Linked DNA regions of Mus musculus: regions 1, 2, 3 and 5 are each linked to region 4. A link is a contact called in public promoter capture Hi-C data. All regions are on one chromosome and are shown on one strand. Each heading gives the region's core, a stretch centred on a gene start, on an enhancer-like site or on the middle of the called end of the contact. The rest is flanking DNA. Distances are from core to core; before and after follow the strand shown. Region 1 holds the start of Tubgcp5 (tubulin, gamma complex associated protein 5). Region 2 holds the start of Nipa2 (non imprinted in Prader-Willi/Angelman syndrome 2 homolog (human)). Region 3 holds the start of Nipa1 (non imprinted in Prader-Willi/Angelman syndrome 1 homolog (human)). Region 4 holds the start of Svip (small VCP/p97-interacting protein). Region 5 holds the start of Herc2 (HECT and RLD domain containing E3 ubiquitin protein ligase 2).

Region 1 (2,700 bases), core at 127-2,626, 3.8 Mb before region 4:
TGTCCTCTGAATAATTCTGCTAAATGTACAAAATGAAATACAAAGAAAAGCAAACATATTCATGTACAATTATCAAATATTTAGAAAGCTTTGAAAGGGTCTGGAGAGATGCCTCGGGGGTTAAGAGCCCACGCCATTGCTCAGGGTCCCCAGGTTCTATTCACAGCACCCACAGGCTGTTTATAATCCCAGTTCCAGGGGATCAGCTGCCTTGGGCACCAGGCACACACATGCACACGTGTACACAGAGTCAAATCATACACATAACATCATCAACAACAAAACCTAAAATTTAGCAGTGGGACCAAAGGCTGTCATTAATGTAACAACGAACAACATGTGGAAATAAAGCAACTGTAACACAAGGTGACTGCCACATGTTTTCTACGGGTGACACTGGTGACAGAGTGTTATAGGTATGCTTTTAGTACTTCTGTTATACTATGCAGCATCTATGTCTCTTCCCAACTCTAAAATGACTATCCCCTCCCTCCTATCTGCCACTAGAAAAAATACTTGTGGTACATCTGCTTTTCGAGTTACCTGACTTCTTTGAATCCTTGTTCTTTCTATAGGTTATAACTAGAAATTGCACTTGTGGTTTTGGATCGTTGGCTTGCTTCCCATCAACCTGAGAGGTCTGTAGTCTCACGAACTAGGCAGACACTCACGTCCTGCGCTTAGAATCAGGATCACAGTCTGACAAACTGTTCACTGTTTAGGGTGACTTCTACTAGACATGCTATGTGTTGCTCAATAGTAGAACTTGAATTTGTTTTATGCAATGCAAAGGGAGGACACAGAAGCGGGGAAACTTGTAAGTGGTCCGAGCAAGAGAAGAGGGGGGTTGGTGAGACAAACAAAAAACAAAACAAAACAAAAAACCCCCAAAAAACCTAACAGGATGTGATCAGAATTTGGCGCTAAAAATTCACTTTCCCAGCCATCAAATGACTTTTGATGTGCACCGTACTGCGTGCGGGTGAGCAGAGTCAACAGCTCTCTAGGAATGTGCCGCTGCAACTGCGGGTTTCTCGCAAGGGCACCTAAGGGGAAACCAAGGCACAGCAGCTGCAGCAGACGCAGGGGTGCCGGAGGCCGCACTCCCGACCCGGACCCGCCCGCCCGCGCGACTTCAGCTCGTAGCCGCGATCCCACACCTGAAGTTGGACCAGACGAAGTCCAGGGCCAGCTGGAAGTTGGGGTCCGCCTCGTCCTGCAGCCCCGTAACCTGCCGGACGAGCTCGCACACATCATGCTCCAGCTGTCTGTCCATCCGGCTCCCGGACGACTTAGGCCGGGCCATTGCCGCGGCGTACCTATCAGGATCTCTGCTAAGTGGCGACTGTTCTCGCGAGAGTTCCGCCCGTCCCGGCACCGGGGTTTCGAGATGTGGAGGATGTTTCCGCGAGAGTTCCGGCAGCCCCGGAGCTGTGCCTGGGAAAGGTGCTGATGGGAGTGGATGCTGGTTGCTGGATGCGGTGCGTCCGTGGGTGGGGAAGAGATGTGCTCTTTCTGCTTGCACACCGGGAAATCCGAGAGTCTTCAGACAGCTAACCATTATTTATTATTAATCATTGTTAATAAGGGACTCTGGATACTCCTGATTAACGATTTAAATTCTGATGCATTTTGAGCCAACCAGTTTTTTGGTTCCAGGGTATAGTTTCCGACATTTTTGAACATCGTGACTTATTTGTTCATGCTCCGGCCTTCACTTTCTCCTCCAGACGACCTAAACTGGGCTCTCAGAGCTCCCCAACTAAACACATGCTTCTGATTAGACCAGGAACATATGGTTAAAGCAGCGATAGTGCCCATTTATGTATTACAATGGCTCTGAACCTTCCAAATGCTGTGACCCTTTAATATAGTTCCTCTCGCTGGGATGACCCATAACCATTAAATTATTTCGTTGCTACTTCATAGTTATACTTTTGCTAGTTTACGAATTGTAATGTAACTATCTGATGTGTGATCCCTACTGCGGGTCACTGCCCACATGCTGAAACTGCTGGTTTATTAGTAAGGTGGAGATGTATGTGAGGGCCAGCTGTCTGTCACCCACTTGATGGCCGGGGATGCTTTTCTGTTACTGTTCTTTGTGCACCCACAGCTTTGGGTTAGGCCGACCTTCCCTATGGAGGACTTGTCCTTGTTACAGTACAGGCAGTTGTGCTTTCTTGTTAGAACCCTCGAACAAGTTCTCAAGAAAGGGAAAGTGGCTCTGAGTTCAAGGCCAGCCTACAGAGTGAGTTCCAGGACAGCCAGGGCTATACAGAGAAACCCTGTCTCGAAAAAAAAAAAAAAAAATCAGAACAAAACAACCAAAACAACAACAGCAACAACAAACCCAAAACAAAACAAAAAAAGCTGGCTTACTTAATAAAGTTGCTGGCTGTCAGGCCTGGCTGCTTGCATCCCATCGTGTGGACTCACATGATAGGAGAGAACCATGTCCCATAAGTAGTCTTATAATTCCCATGTGTGCGTACCTCCACCCCATACAAAAATAAATTTTAAAACGTCATTTTCAAAATATAAAAAGGGGAAAGCACTCTTGAGAGCAGACGTGGGCAAAGTCGTCAGAGCAGCAGCTGGAGCCTTTGAGCCTTTATAAATCGTCCGCATTAGGTAGCACCTGCCACCCCAATTGGTACTTGCCTGACTTTTTCTTAGACGAATCCCTCACGAGGAAGG
Region 2 (2,700 bases), core at 20-2,519, 4.0 Mb before region 4:
AAGGATCTGTACCTTGGATGTTTAGGACAATGGGGAGGAGGGAGTGAGAAGGAGGAAGGGAAGGGAGAGGGAGGTGCCACAAGATAATTCTCTACCACGGTTAAATTACAATGCTGATCCCACATACGGCACACACCTGTTCAAATGAACCAACCAGTGCCTTTATGATAATCAACAGGTCTTTGGAGATGTCTGTTGCCATCTTTATCAGTTAAGTTATTGCTGCCTATCAATTTAAACCAAAATGAGGTGGCAATCACTTATTCTTTCTTTTAGGCCGATGGGTCAGTGGGGCAGTTTTGCTGATGTGAACCAACCTGACCCTTGCCAGCAATTCTGAGTTAGCCAGGAAGGAAGTCAGTATGGTGGCTTTGTTCCTGGTCTACATTGTACTACATTTGTTCTCCATTATTCCCTCCTGCCCACCAGTCCGGGCTTCTTATCAAGTTTCATTGCATTTTTCTTTGCTCAATACCATTCCCCCAGCCAATGCAGATTCAGGGAGAGTGGAGATGCAGGTACTGTAAAATTTGTGGACACATGGAAAGGTGGAAAAATTGGAGTCATTCTGTATTTACCTGATCATCAAAGTCCCACTTGCATGTCATCTAGAAATTAGCCTACCCTAAAAATTGAGCAAAATAAGTCCTCAAGAGCCAGTTCTAAGACACTTGGGTATCTGGTTGTCAAGTTCACAGCAGAGTAGCTTTTAAATTAGCTACTTAGCCACTCCCTCAATGTTTTAGACCATCACGTCCAAAGCATTAGCATAGGAGATAGGAAAACTACAGTGCTGTTTTTAATGTTTCAATAAATGTATAATTCATTTTACAAGGATCTCCCTCCCAAACACACCCAAACAAATGTTCTTGGAGTAACATATCCTGTAAACAAGGATTTTCAGCAGCCTTCAATGGTCTTTTCAAAGCAAAAGCAGCCGAGAAAAAGCTATTACTTTGTTTCCTGTGCATCTCGTGGAAAAGATCTCTTGTCCAAATCACAAGGTCCTCCTCCACAAGCTTTACTGTCTCTTCCCTGGAAACCTGCCTCCTTGTCCCGCCCACTTCCGCCCTTTGCGGTCAAACCCACCTCCTCCATCCCAAAGGTCCCACGTGAAGACTCCCAGGAAATCGGATTTTAAATAACAGGGCTGGATTTTTGATGAGTAGGTGAGCAAAGATGACCTTAGAAGGTACGGCTCCTCCGGCTCGCTGTCAGGGCGGGGCGAAGAGCCTTGCGGAGGCGGGGCCTGAGCTGTGCCTGCCCAGCGCGCGCGGTTTACGTCACTAGTCTGCGCCCAGGTTTCCCGGCAGGTTCTCGGCGGCTCTTCTGGTGCTGGCCGCGGTGCGGCCGAAGGCTGTCCGAGGTAGGCTCCTCTCGGCTCTCCCATGGAGGAGGCGGCGCTCACTGCAGTCTCGGATGCACGAACTTCCCGCGGGACGTCGCCGGAGACGGTGGCTGTGTGCGCGCAGGAGCGAGCTGCCTGCGTGGGGGTCTGAGCGGGCACCGGGGTCGCGTCCCGGAGGGAGCCGAGTCGCCCGCCGGCCTGCGACGGCCCTAAGGTAGCTACTTCCTGTAAGCGAGCTCCAGGGCGGAGCTGCGGGCTGTGTCGGCCGCCTGAGGTCGGAGAAGGGCCCCGGGGCGACTTGCTTTTTCGCGTGTTCTGGGGTGGACGCAGCTTCCCTGGTGATCCGCAGTGAGTCGGATTGATTGCCATTCAATCCGGCAGAAGTCTGGCTGGTTGGCCCTGTCCGGTCGCGTACTCGTTAAGTTCTGCATATCAGTTTTATTTGCCTTCGTGAGTTTTCAGAAGATGGTTTCGGCTTGCTGTAACGTTTTGAGCTTGCTTGACTCAGTTCCCTGGCACTTAATAGGGTTTACACAAAATGCAGGGTTTGGGGTTCCTGCTTCTTTGATTTCTCTACGATAATGGCAAGGCATTTAGTTTAGGAGTGGTCTTGAGTGCAGTTTCTTTAGATTCTATATCATGTGCCCGTTTGATACCATATTAATTATTTTTAAAGTTAAAAGAGGAAGTCTGAGATTTGACGTTTTTCATTCCAGTAAGCTGTATGTAGAAGCTCTTACAGTACTTACTAAGTGAAAGAACAGGAAGGCCAGTAACTATATATCTAAGTATTTAGTAATTTTCTGTCCTTTCACCTACTTCCATATTTTCTTCTTTCCAGGGTGGAACTACTCTGCCGTGGTTAAATACTTTAAATGGGAATAAAGGATAGCGTTTCCAAGAAAATGAGAATGAATAAATCATCTCTGTTTTTTAAAAGAAAGACCATATTAAACTTACATGTAAGTTAAAATTTTAATTTCTAACAGTATTGCTAAGTTAGATCGGAGATTAGGTTCTGTAGTATTTTTTTGTTTGGTTGTTTGGTTGTTTTTTGTTTTGATTTTTATAGAGACAGGGTTTCTCTGTGTAGTCCTGGCTGTCCTGGAACTCACTCTGTAGACCAGGCTGGCCTCCTCTGCCTCCCTAGTGCTGGGATTAATGGCATGCGCCACCACTGCCCGGAGGTTCCTGCCCACCTCTTGTCTAGCTTGTCTTGTTGAGTCAGTAAACTTTAGGTTGATTGAGAGGCCCCATCAGGAAAAATAAGGTGGAGAATGACTGATAATGTTGTTTTCTTTAGTTTTTCACAGATACGGGAAATACCACTACTAGGTGTGCACACACAAGAA
Region 3 (2,700 bases), core at 50-2,549, 4.0 Mb before region 4:
TCTGGGGGACAGAAATTCCCTCGCTCTTCCCTGACCTCAGGGAAAGGTCACCTGGTTTCTGATCAGCTCAGTCTGTAAGAGATCCAAGTCCCTACACCAACTCTCAGACTGTCTGGCCGGCAGGTCTCCTCCCCATAAATCTGACAAGGCTCATTTGGCAGGATGCTATTCTCCAGTCTGAATCAGCCTGGCAGTTTGTCCCCAAAAAACCATCTTACTACCCTAGTTCAGTGGTTTCATTTGCCTCACTGACAGAATTGGTGACTTTTATGAGTAAATTATCACCCGGAAGGAAACAACGGTAGACTGGCTTAGTAGAGTGTTGGTGGGGATGGTTTTTGAAGACAGGGTTTCTGTGTAGCCTTAGCTGTCCTGGGACTCGATCTGAAGAGCAGCCTGGTCTTGAATTCACAGAGATCTGTCTGCCTTTGCCTCCTGGGATTAAAGGCCTTCAACACACTGCGCGGCTAACCATTCAGTAGTTTCAGTGCATAAATAGTCCAATTTTATATTGCTTCGGCAATAATACTGCGTTATAGAGTTTCAAAAAGACATGTATACTTCCTAAACCAACTTTTTTTTAAATTAAGTTTTCAATATAGCATGATTATAGAATAGAGAAACAAACACTTGGAGCAACCTAACAACCAACAATCTGATGAATGGTTTGATACAATATATTTTCATAGACATCACACAGCTATTAAAACAATAATTGTGTGATAACATGGAAATAGATTGCTACATAACACTCAATAAAAGAGAAAAAAATGTGCATTGCCTTTGAAAGCGTGGGAATGGCCCAGAATACTTAAGTGAGAGTTGGCGAAGTGAGTCAAAATAACTTTCCCTTATAATCTTGATATACTTTATTAAGAATTAAAATGAAACACTACAGTATGATCACAAGGTCAATGATCCAGAGTGAAGGTAGCGGACCTCCCAGGGAGCAAAGCAGCAAAGAAGAAAGCATCTCTTTGGTAGTACAGAACAGAGTTCCTAGAAGACCTGAGCTCCTCTGGGGACAGCTTGACCATCCCCACCAGACGCCCTAGGGCTCTTGGTACTGCAGAGCTTTCTGCCCCAGGCGCTGCACCAGCACGCTCTACGGAATTATTATACTATCCACACAGACCGCAGAAGCCTTTCGGCTCCTCCTCTGATCCCACTGCATGCTTCCCATCCACCCCCTAAGCTCGCTCCCACCCCTGTCTTACTTCGCAGTCCGACCCCGAACTCCGGCTCCCTCTCTGCCCCGCCCCGCGCCGCTCCTTCTCCAAGCCCGTGGGGCGCGGCGCGCGCACGCGCAGCGGAGGGCGGCGCGGGCGGCATGGGGACTGCGGCGGCGGCTGCGGCGGCCGGGGAGGGGGCGCGCGGCCCGAGCCCCGCCGCCGTGTCGCTCGGCCTGGGCGTGGCTGTGGTGTCCAGCCTAGTGAACGGGTCCACGTTCGTGCTGCAGAAGAAGGGCATTGTGCGCGCTAAAAGGCGAGGTAGGGCGGGCCGAGGTCGGGCCGGGGTCCGCACCACGCGTCTGCCGGTGTCTGTGCACAGAGCACGGGCCGGCTCCCCTGGCTACCCCGCAGGCATCACCTCCGCATTCTACGCGGTCTCCTTCTGTCTCTTCTCTGCGACCGGGGAGGCCTTATTCACTCTTTCAGGAGCCCTTCACCGGACATCTTGCCCCGTTCCTATACCTGTCCAGTCCTCCAACCCCTACCCCGCAGCAGAGCATCGGGACAGATGCTCAGCTTGGAGCCCTATGCCCAGAGGCCCTCACTCACCTACTGTCAGGCAGAGCTTCCTATTCATAGGATCCAGAGGTGGGTGGAGCCAGGCCTGCCTTTCACTTAGACTGGGCCGGGGTGCTCTTGGGAGAACACTTGGTGGTGTGAAGAAGTAAGGGTGTGTGGTGGGTCCAGAGGATGTACTGTCTTCATTGAGGTGCCCACTGTCACCTTGATTGCAAGGTCTGATCTTCCCGGCGGCTTTTGCCCTGGGATCCTTAGATAACTTACCTGTGGTTGTCTGAAGTGTCTAAAGCATGAAGAAAACATCAAACAGGCATGCAAACGGGCCCCCCTACTGAGGATGCCCTGGGTCAACCCATCATCAGATATCACTCCATAGTGATAGGGAAGTGGGATAAGGCACAGAGACCTTCTTTGTCCATGCCATGTCATTGTGTTGAGAGGCCTGTGACAGGCACTGCATGTAAGAGGCAGAATACTTTGACGGGGAAAGTAAACATTGCTTTCAGAGAAACCAAGAAAGGCTTGTGGTTGGAGCCACAACCTCAAGGGCTCTAGGGGTAACGAGCTGGTTGCCAGTGTATGAGAGGTAAATACACTTACTAGTTCCAATTCCAGAACACGTTTGAAATTTTGACTAAGCTGTCTGGGTAGCCAGGAAGCTTCAGAAAAGAGACAAAGAACTGAAAATATTGAGCGAAAGTACAAAACCAGTAATGCTTATTTAAATAAATTTATTTCAAAATGAAAGCATTGCAATCCTAATAAAAAACCAATAGGATCTCCCAAGCCTGCAGATGTGTCTGTAATGTACAAACACATCTGGTATACATTAGGCAACTACGTTGGAGACTGTCAATGTGTACAGGCACTAAAATTGGGCAAAAGTGTTTGTTGTGACAAAAAATAAAAAAAATATATGTGTCTGTTATAGGATTGAGTAAGATGGGTA
Region 4 (2,700 bases), core at 154-2,653:
AGGTGCCCTAGGGTCACCTGCATCTGCTGCCAGGAACTTGTGAGAATTTAAACACCCAGGCTTCTACAGAAATGGGGAACTCGAGAAGTCTATTTCTGAGTGTTTTATTTCAAAGATAAGGACACACTGGTCCTTGATAAGGTTCTGGGTTATAAAAGTGCTAAGAGGCCAGGAGAAGAACATCTTAAAAGGCAGAGGAATATTTAAAATTGAAAGATTTCTAATGTAAAAACTTTAAGAATAGGGAGGCAATCAGAAAGAAATCGGAGTTTGGTCAAGCTAAAGGAAAAAAGAAATCAGTAATCTTACACCTAAGATGACTTTCTGTTAATTGTGTTTTGTAATTATCAAAACATGACACTAACAAATGTGAAATTTCTTGAAAATGAAAAAAACTCAAAATTCCGAGTGGATAATTGGGGGTAAATTTTCACACGTTTATAAGAAATAGAAATATAGAAATATGAAATACATATGTACTATTTTGAAGCACAGCAACTTCAAATAATAGTTTCTGTGTGCTTATCAAAAGGAAATGGAAGGATTTGTCCACTTGAATGTAGTATGAGTGAGTGGCCATCCACGAAGTGACAAGAGATATAGAACCGGAGAGAAAGAAGGAAGAGGAAGGAAAGAGAAAACAATAGTCTTACTGTCATTAAAATCTGAGCCGCACTTCACTCAAGTTTTTCTGGGTGCACTTTTTCGTTGTCCCTAAGCGGAAAACGTGGATAGCAAGGAGCTACCTCTGAGACGGGATTATGTGGCAGTTTTCCCATCCTGCCATCTCAGAGACACAGTACTGACCTCACTAAAATACCAACAAGGTAGCAGACAGCACCCTTGAAATGCTGGTTTCTGAGTGTCAAGGGCCAGAATTCCTTCTTTCCCTAGCGCGGATTCAACAGGTGCCTACCCATGCCCAGTACGCTTGCGCAGAGCTCCTAGAATGGCCAGGGCTCCGCACAGCCGCAGAAAGTGCTTAATCAGCGGGGCAATGAGAGTGGAATTTTGAGTCTTGATGGGAGTGGGAGGGTGGGGTTGTGTGTGAAAACGGGGTGGGAGTGGGGCGTTTCATTTGGAGGAGCTGGCTGACAGCTAAAGGGTGGATCAGGTGTAGCACTACTGAAGGGGCGGGGCTTGCCGCAGATGGGTGGGGCGTTGCCATAGGGAGGCTTCAAGGTTCAAGAGAGAAACCCCTTGGTTGGGTTGCTGTTAAACCCTATTGGGTGGGATTTGTGGAGGAGGCGGGACTTGATGTTGGACCGGATGAAAGAGGATTGCCGCCGGGTCGGGCGAAGCAGGTTCGCCCTGGGGGCGGGGCTTGCCGCAGGCCTGGAGGGACAAGGCTTGTTGCTAGGGCGGGTAGGGTGGGGTCTGCCAAGGGCAGGACAGGGGTGGGGCTTGAAATTGGGCGGAGCTTGTGGTGGTGTTCGCGGGGGAGGGGGGGCGAGGAGGAGGGGGAGGGGCGCTTGCGCCTCAGATGGGGTGGGTCTTACTGCGGGGCAGGTCCTGGCGCGGGGCGGAGCTTTGCAGCAGGTCAGGTGGGGGCGGGGTTTGCTCCTGGGCGGGGCCTGCTGCAGCCCCCAGCGAGGATTCGGGTTCCCGGCCCTGGGTGCCTGCGTCCCCATGGGGCTGTGCTTCCCTTGTCCCGCGGAGTCCGCACCACCATCCCCGAGCCCGGTGAGTAGACGGCCTCCCCGTGCAAGTCTTGCACGCGGCGGCCGTTGCAGTGCAGTCGGAGGGAAGGTGCACCTGCTGGGCCTCCTGACCCTCCCCTAAGGACCCTCCTCGGATGGCATAGGTTGGAGCTGCTGTTTTCAGTGGCTGCTCCAGACATGTGTCTCTTCTCTTGTCTGTACCAGCTGTACCTAGAAGGTCCGGGACGCGCCGCTCCTCTCGCCATTTAGAGGATAATTAACCCGCGCCTTCCCTTTGCTCAGTTTTAACAGCCGGTTTGAAGCCCAGGTTTAAATCCCACATAAACAAGCAATACGTTTACGTGTAGATTCCTAGTAGTGCTGTGTTTGGGATAATTTTATGTGAAGACAGGCATTTTATTTTTTTTGATATTCGAATCCAAGCAGGCCTTATGCAGTAAGAGTATACTTACTTTAATATCCTTTACCCGTACTTGATAATATGACAATCTAACTTGGTCTCAACATCGGTTCTCAGGGTAGCCAAAGATTAGTTGAAGAAATGAGAGATTTAGGGAAGTATATTAATAATATCTTAGCCACTAGGTTATAGACACTAAAGTGACTGTTTAGTAGATGTGAGGAAGTTCAACTTGCCTTTATGACTGCTATTGTTTTAAAATGCTATTAATTTTGTTTAGCTCATGAGAAAAAATATTATTCTGCTAGCATTTGTTAAGGCATCTCTCCTCCCATTCTCTGCCCTTAGCCATAGGGCCCACCGGTGTATTTCACTTAACACCTACAATTTCTCTGACCACCTAAATAAACATGCTCTAGAAACCTCCCTCCTATTCCTTATCTACCATGGTTATTATATCTCTTCCTGGGTAATTACTCCCATCAGATGCATGTTTGTGTATTTGCTTACATTTGTTTCCACACACTAATCAAAACTCAAGCTTTGTATGCATGGATGTCTGCATTTCGTTGCTGTGTTCTTAGAAAAATTGGCAGCAATCATTGTGATGGACGAATGTGTGCACTTGGCGGAGAAGGA
Region 5 (2,700 bases), core at 8-2,507, 4.0 Mb before region 4:
TTGGCAGGACCTGGGATGGAGTTCAGCTGGTAAAATACCTGCCTAACTATACCACATAATCCCAGCAAGGTGTTAAGGTGCTGCAATGCTAGCACTCAAGAGGTGGAGGCAAAAGGATCGGATGTCAGGTCATCCTCACCTACACTGAGGAGTTCAAGGCCAGCCTGGGAATATGAAACCCTGTCTTAAAAAAATAAACAAATAAAAATAAGCCTCCAGAATAAAAATACTGAAAAATTGCATAACTGGATCTCAAGTTTCTTGCACTTACAACTAACTTCAATTAAGCCACAACCACATAGCATCTCTTCAACAGTCATAATAAATGTCACATTGTAAATTATAAGAAATAATCTTCCTAAGACAAGATCTAATTGCCATTCACTCACACATTCTCCTCAAGCAAACATTTTTTATAGAGACAGGAACACACAAAGAAAAGAGAAAACCATGTTCACCCCACCTGGATATCTGTTTTCAACCATTTGGAGTCAAGGCGAGACTGGGCAGCCAAACAGAAAGACTCAGAAGGCATGTTTCCTCCGGGTGGTCAGACCTGCAAGTCAAACACAAACGCTGGAGCCCTCGAGCTTCTTTAAACTGCTATTTACACCATCCTGCTGTTTAACGCGGCCGAGACAGAACATAAAACAGGGAAGGAGAGCTGGGGGAGGGGACGAGAGGATGAGGGATGAGAGGGAAAGCTGGCCCCAGAACGGGAGAAGGGAGGGAAATACCACTTCCAATAGAGGTAGAGTCGCTGGGATTTCCCAATACGCCGGCCGGACCTACAGTGGTCACCGGCGACCACTGCACAATGTCATCCCACTCCTTTAAATCCAAAGGGACACACACAGACACACGTCAGGAAAAAAAACTCACTATCGCAACGACAAATGACACCAGTGTGCATCAGCCGCTATACCTACAGCAGTCCGGCGGAGTGTGGTAAATAAACAAAAGTCATGTCTGCAGATAAATCTACAACAATCGCCTAAATACTAAAAAGACAGCCGTGACTGCGCGGCCTCCGAGGCGCACAGGCCCTGGTTCCTCCGCGCCAACGCCCGCCTTCCGCCCGCCGCTCTCCGGGCCCCGCTCTCCCGGACCTGGCGCCGCCCGTCTTCGGCCCCTCCGCCCTCCTTCGGCCCAGCTCGGCCAGCCCTGGCGCCGCCTGCTCCGCCAGCCGGCTGAGGGAACACTCCCTGCAGGAGCCGGCCGGCGCTCGCGATCCAGTCTGCGGCCCGAAGCGCACGCTGACGCATGGCTGCGCCCGCCCAATAGCGCAAGGGTGAGAGACGGCTTCAGCCAATGGACGAGCAGCGTCGCACGCCCCTCCCCCAACTTCCGCTTCCTTCAGCACGACTCAGCTTCCTTCTTGAGACTCACCCGCTCAGCGAGAGCCAACCGCAGACGCCGGGAGGTGGGACTTGTGCGCACGCACGCTGGCTTGCCCAGTCCCAACCCTTCCCAGACTGTGTTTGCTTCCAGGGACCCGAAGTTGGTAAGGTATTTGCAGCGGGACGAGGTTCTCGAGGCTCCCTGTGCTTTAACGACAGCGTCCTTTTGGCCTTTGAGTCAGTGGACAGAAGAGGAAATTTAAGAAAAAGTAATTGATCCGGGCCTGGTAGTACTCGCCTTTAACCCTGGCACCAGGAAGGCAGAAGCAGGTGAATTCTGGGTTAAGAGACCCTGGGGGAATGGGGGTGCGGGAGTAAGAAAAGAGCAATTAAAATCACACAAAATATGTTCTCTGATCATCATGGAATAATCAAATAACTACAAATAAAACATAACATAATCTTCAAGCATGTGGAAATTAAACTTTTCCATGAGAAGGCAAAGAAAGGACTTAGAACATTTGAAATAGGAACTGGGTGCGATTTGTTGTTTTAAATACGATGGTTCATTTTTTTCCCACGTGTTAGAAGGCAGCAATGAGGGATATGCCACAGTGGTATGGTGGCCCAGTTGCAACGTTAAAATACCTGTCTTTTGTCATCCTTGGTATGTATCTTCAAACTCACTCCCAAGGGTCAAGGGATTTGCCATAGCTCAGACATCACATCTCTGTTTCAAGCAGCAGGAAGCAGTATAAAAGATCCACAGTCTATCACACCTCCCAAAGACTGTGTGACTCTAATTTACTTCTGCTTCAACTCAAAAGTATCTGAACAAGGTTTCAAATTCAACCACATCCAAAATACAGTTAGGGTGGACAGGGCTTTGAACCTGAGGCATGACAGCATAATTACCAGTAGAAGGTAACACCCGAGGAGGCATCTCTGGCCCTTAGGCTCCCTTCTCATGCAAGACACCCTTCGTCCCTCCACATACTGAAGCATGTTTACCTACGTACATTTTTAGAACTGTGTCTGCTAGCTCTAAAAAAACGATGTTTGTAGTCCATTTTGTGTTGCTGTAACAACATGACTGAATAATAAATACAGGCATTTGTACCTCACACTTCTGGAGGCTAAGTCTAAGAGCATAGCACTGGTATCTGGTGACGGCATTTCTGATGTTGCATAGCATGGTATAGAGGCAAGAGAACCCATGTGTGGCAAGAATACACCAAGCAAACACATCATTTTGATCCATGAGGCATAGTCTACTTGACTTGATCACATCTTAAAGGGTCCACCTCCTAATACTGCGACAAAAACTGTAATATTTCAACAGGAGATCTGAAGGGACATT

The links. Promoter capture Hi-C pulls out the DNA fragments that hold promoters and counts their contacts.
Region 1: a promoter capture Hi-C map of second pharyngeal arch cranial neural crest shows a contact between it and region 4. The contact joins the promoter of Tubgcp5 here to the promoter of Svip in region 4. A contact is called at or near these places in 4 of 39 promoter capture datasets (cranial neural crest, maxillary cranial neural crest, pre-B cells and 1 more).
Region 2: a contact with region 4 is called in a promoter capture Hi-C map of pre-B cells. The contact joins the promoter of Nipa2 here to the promoter of Svip in region 4. A contact is called at or near these places in 4 of 39 promoter capture datasets (cranial neural crest, frontonasal cranial neural crest, pre-B cells and 1 more).
Region 3: a promoter capture Hi-C map of second pharyngeal arch cranial neural crest shows a contact between it and region 4. The contact joins the promoter of Nipa1 here to the promoter of Svip in region 4. A contact is called at or near these places in 3 of 39 promoter capture datasets (cranial neural crest, frontonasal cranial neural crest and second pharyngeal arch cranial neural crest).
Region 5: a contact with region 4 is called in a promoter capture Hi-C map of pre-B cells. The contact joins the promoter of Herc2 here to the promoter of Svip in region 4. A contact is called at or near these places in 3 of 39 promoter capture datasets (cranial neural crest, pre-B cells and second pharyngeal arch cranial neural crest).

What each region holds. Positions count from the first base shown.
Region 1 is chr7:55,792,801-55,795,500 of GRCm38.p6, reverse strand. It overlaps Tubgcp5 (tubulin, gamma complex associated protein 5), which reads right to left and starts at 1,376. Exons shown (of 23, transcript NM_146190.3): 1 at 1,161-1,376. The coding sequence starts at 1,306.
Region 2 is chr7:55,961,062-55,963,761 of GRCm38.p6, reverse strand. It overlaps Nipa2 (non imprinted in Prader-Willi/Angelman syndrome 2 homolog (human)), which reads left to right and starts at 1,269. Exons shown (of 7, transcript NM_001256130.1): 1 at 1,269-1,562; 2 at 2,190-2,310. It overlaps A230056P14Rik (RIKEN cDNA A230056P14 gene), which reads right to left and starts at 1,231. Exons shown (of 6, transcript NR_015495.2): 1 at 1,090-1,231.
Region 3 is chr7:56,018,199-56,020,898 of GRCm38.p6, reverse strand. Nipa1 (non imprinted in Prader-Willi/Angelman syndrome 1 homolog (human)) reads left to right here and starts at 1,299. Exons shown (of 5, transcript NM_153578.3): 1 at 1,299-1,490. The coding sequence starts at 1,331.
Region 4 is chr7:52,004,721-52,007,420 of GRCm38.p6, reverse strand. Svip (small VCP/p97-interacting protein) reads left to right here and starts at 1,403. Exons shown (of 4, transcript NM_001160345.1): 1 at 1,403-1,683. The coding sequence starts at 1,630.
Region 5 is chr7:56,048,712-56,051,411 of GRCm38.p6, reverse strand. It overlaps Herc2 (HECT and RLD domain containing E3 ubiquitin protein ligase 2), which reads right to left and starts at 1,257. Exons shown (of 93, transcript NM_010418.2): 1 at 1,110-1,257; 2 at 464-556. The coding sequence starts at 535. It overlaps Gm34121 (predicted gene, 34121), which reads left to right and starts at 1,362. Exons shown (of 3, transcript NR_166588.1): 1 at 1,362-1,670.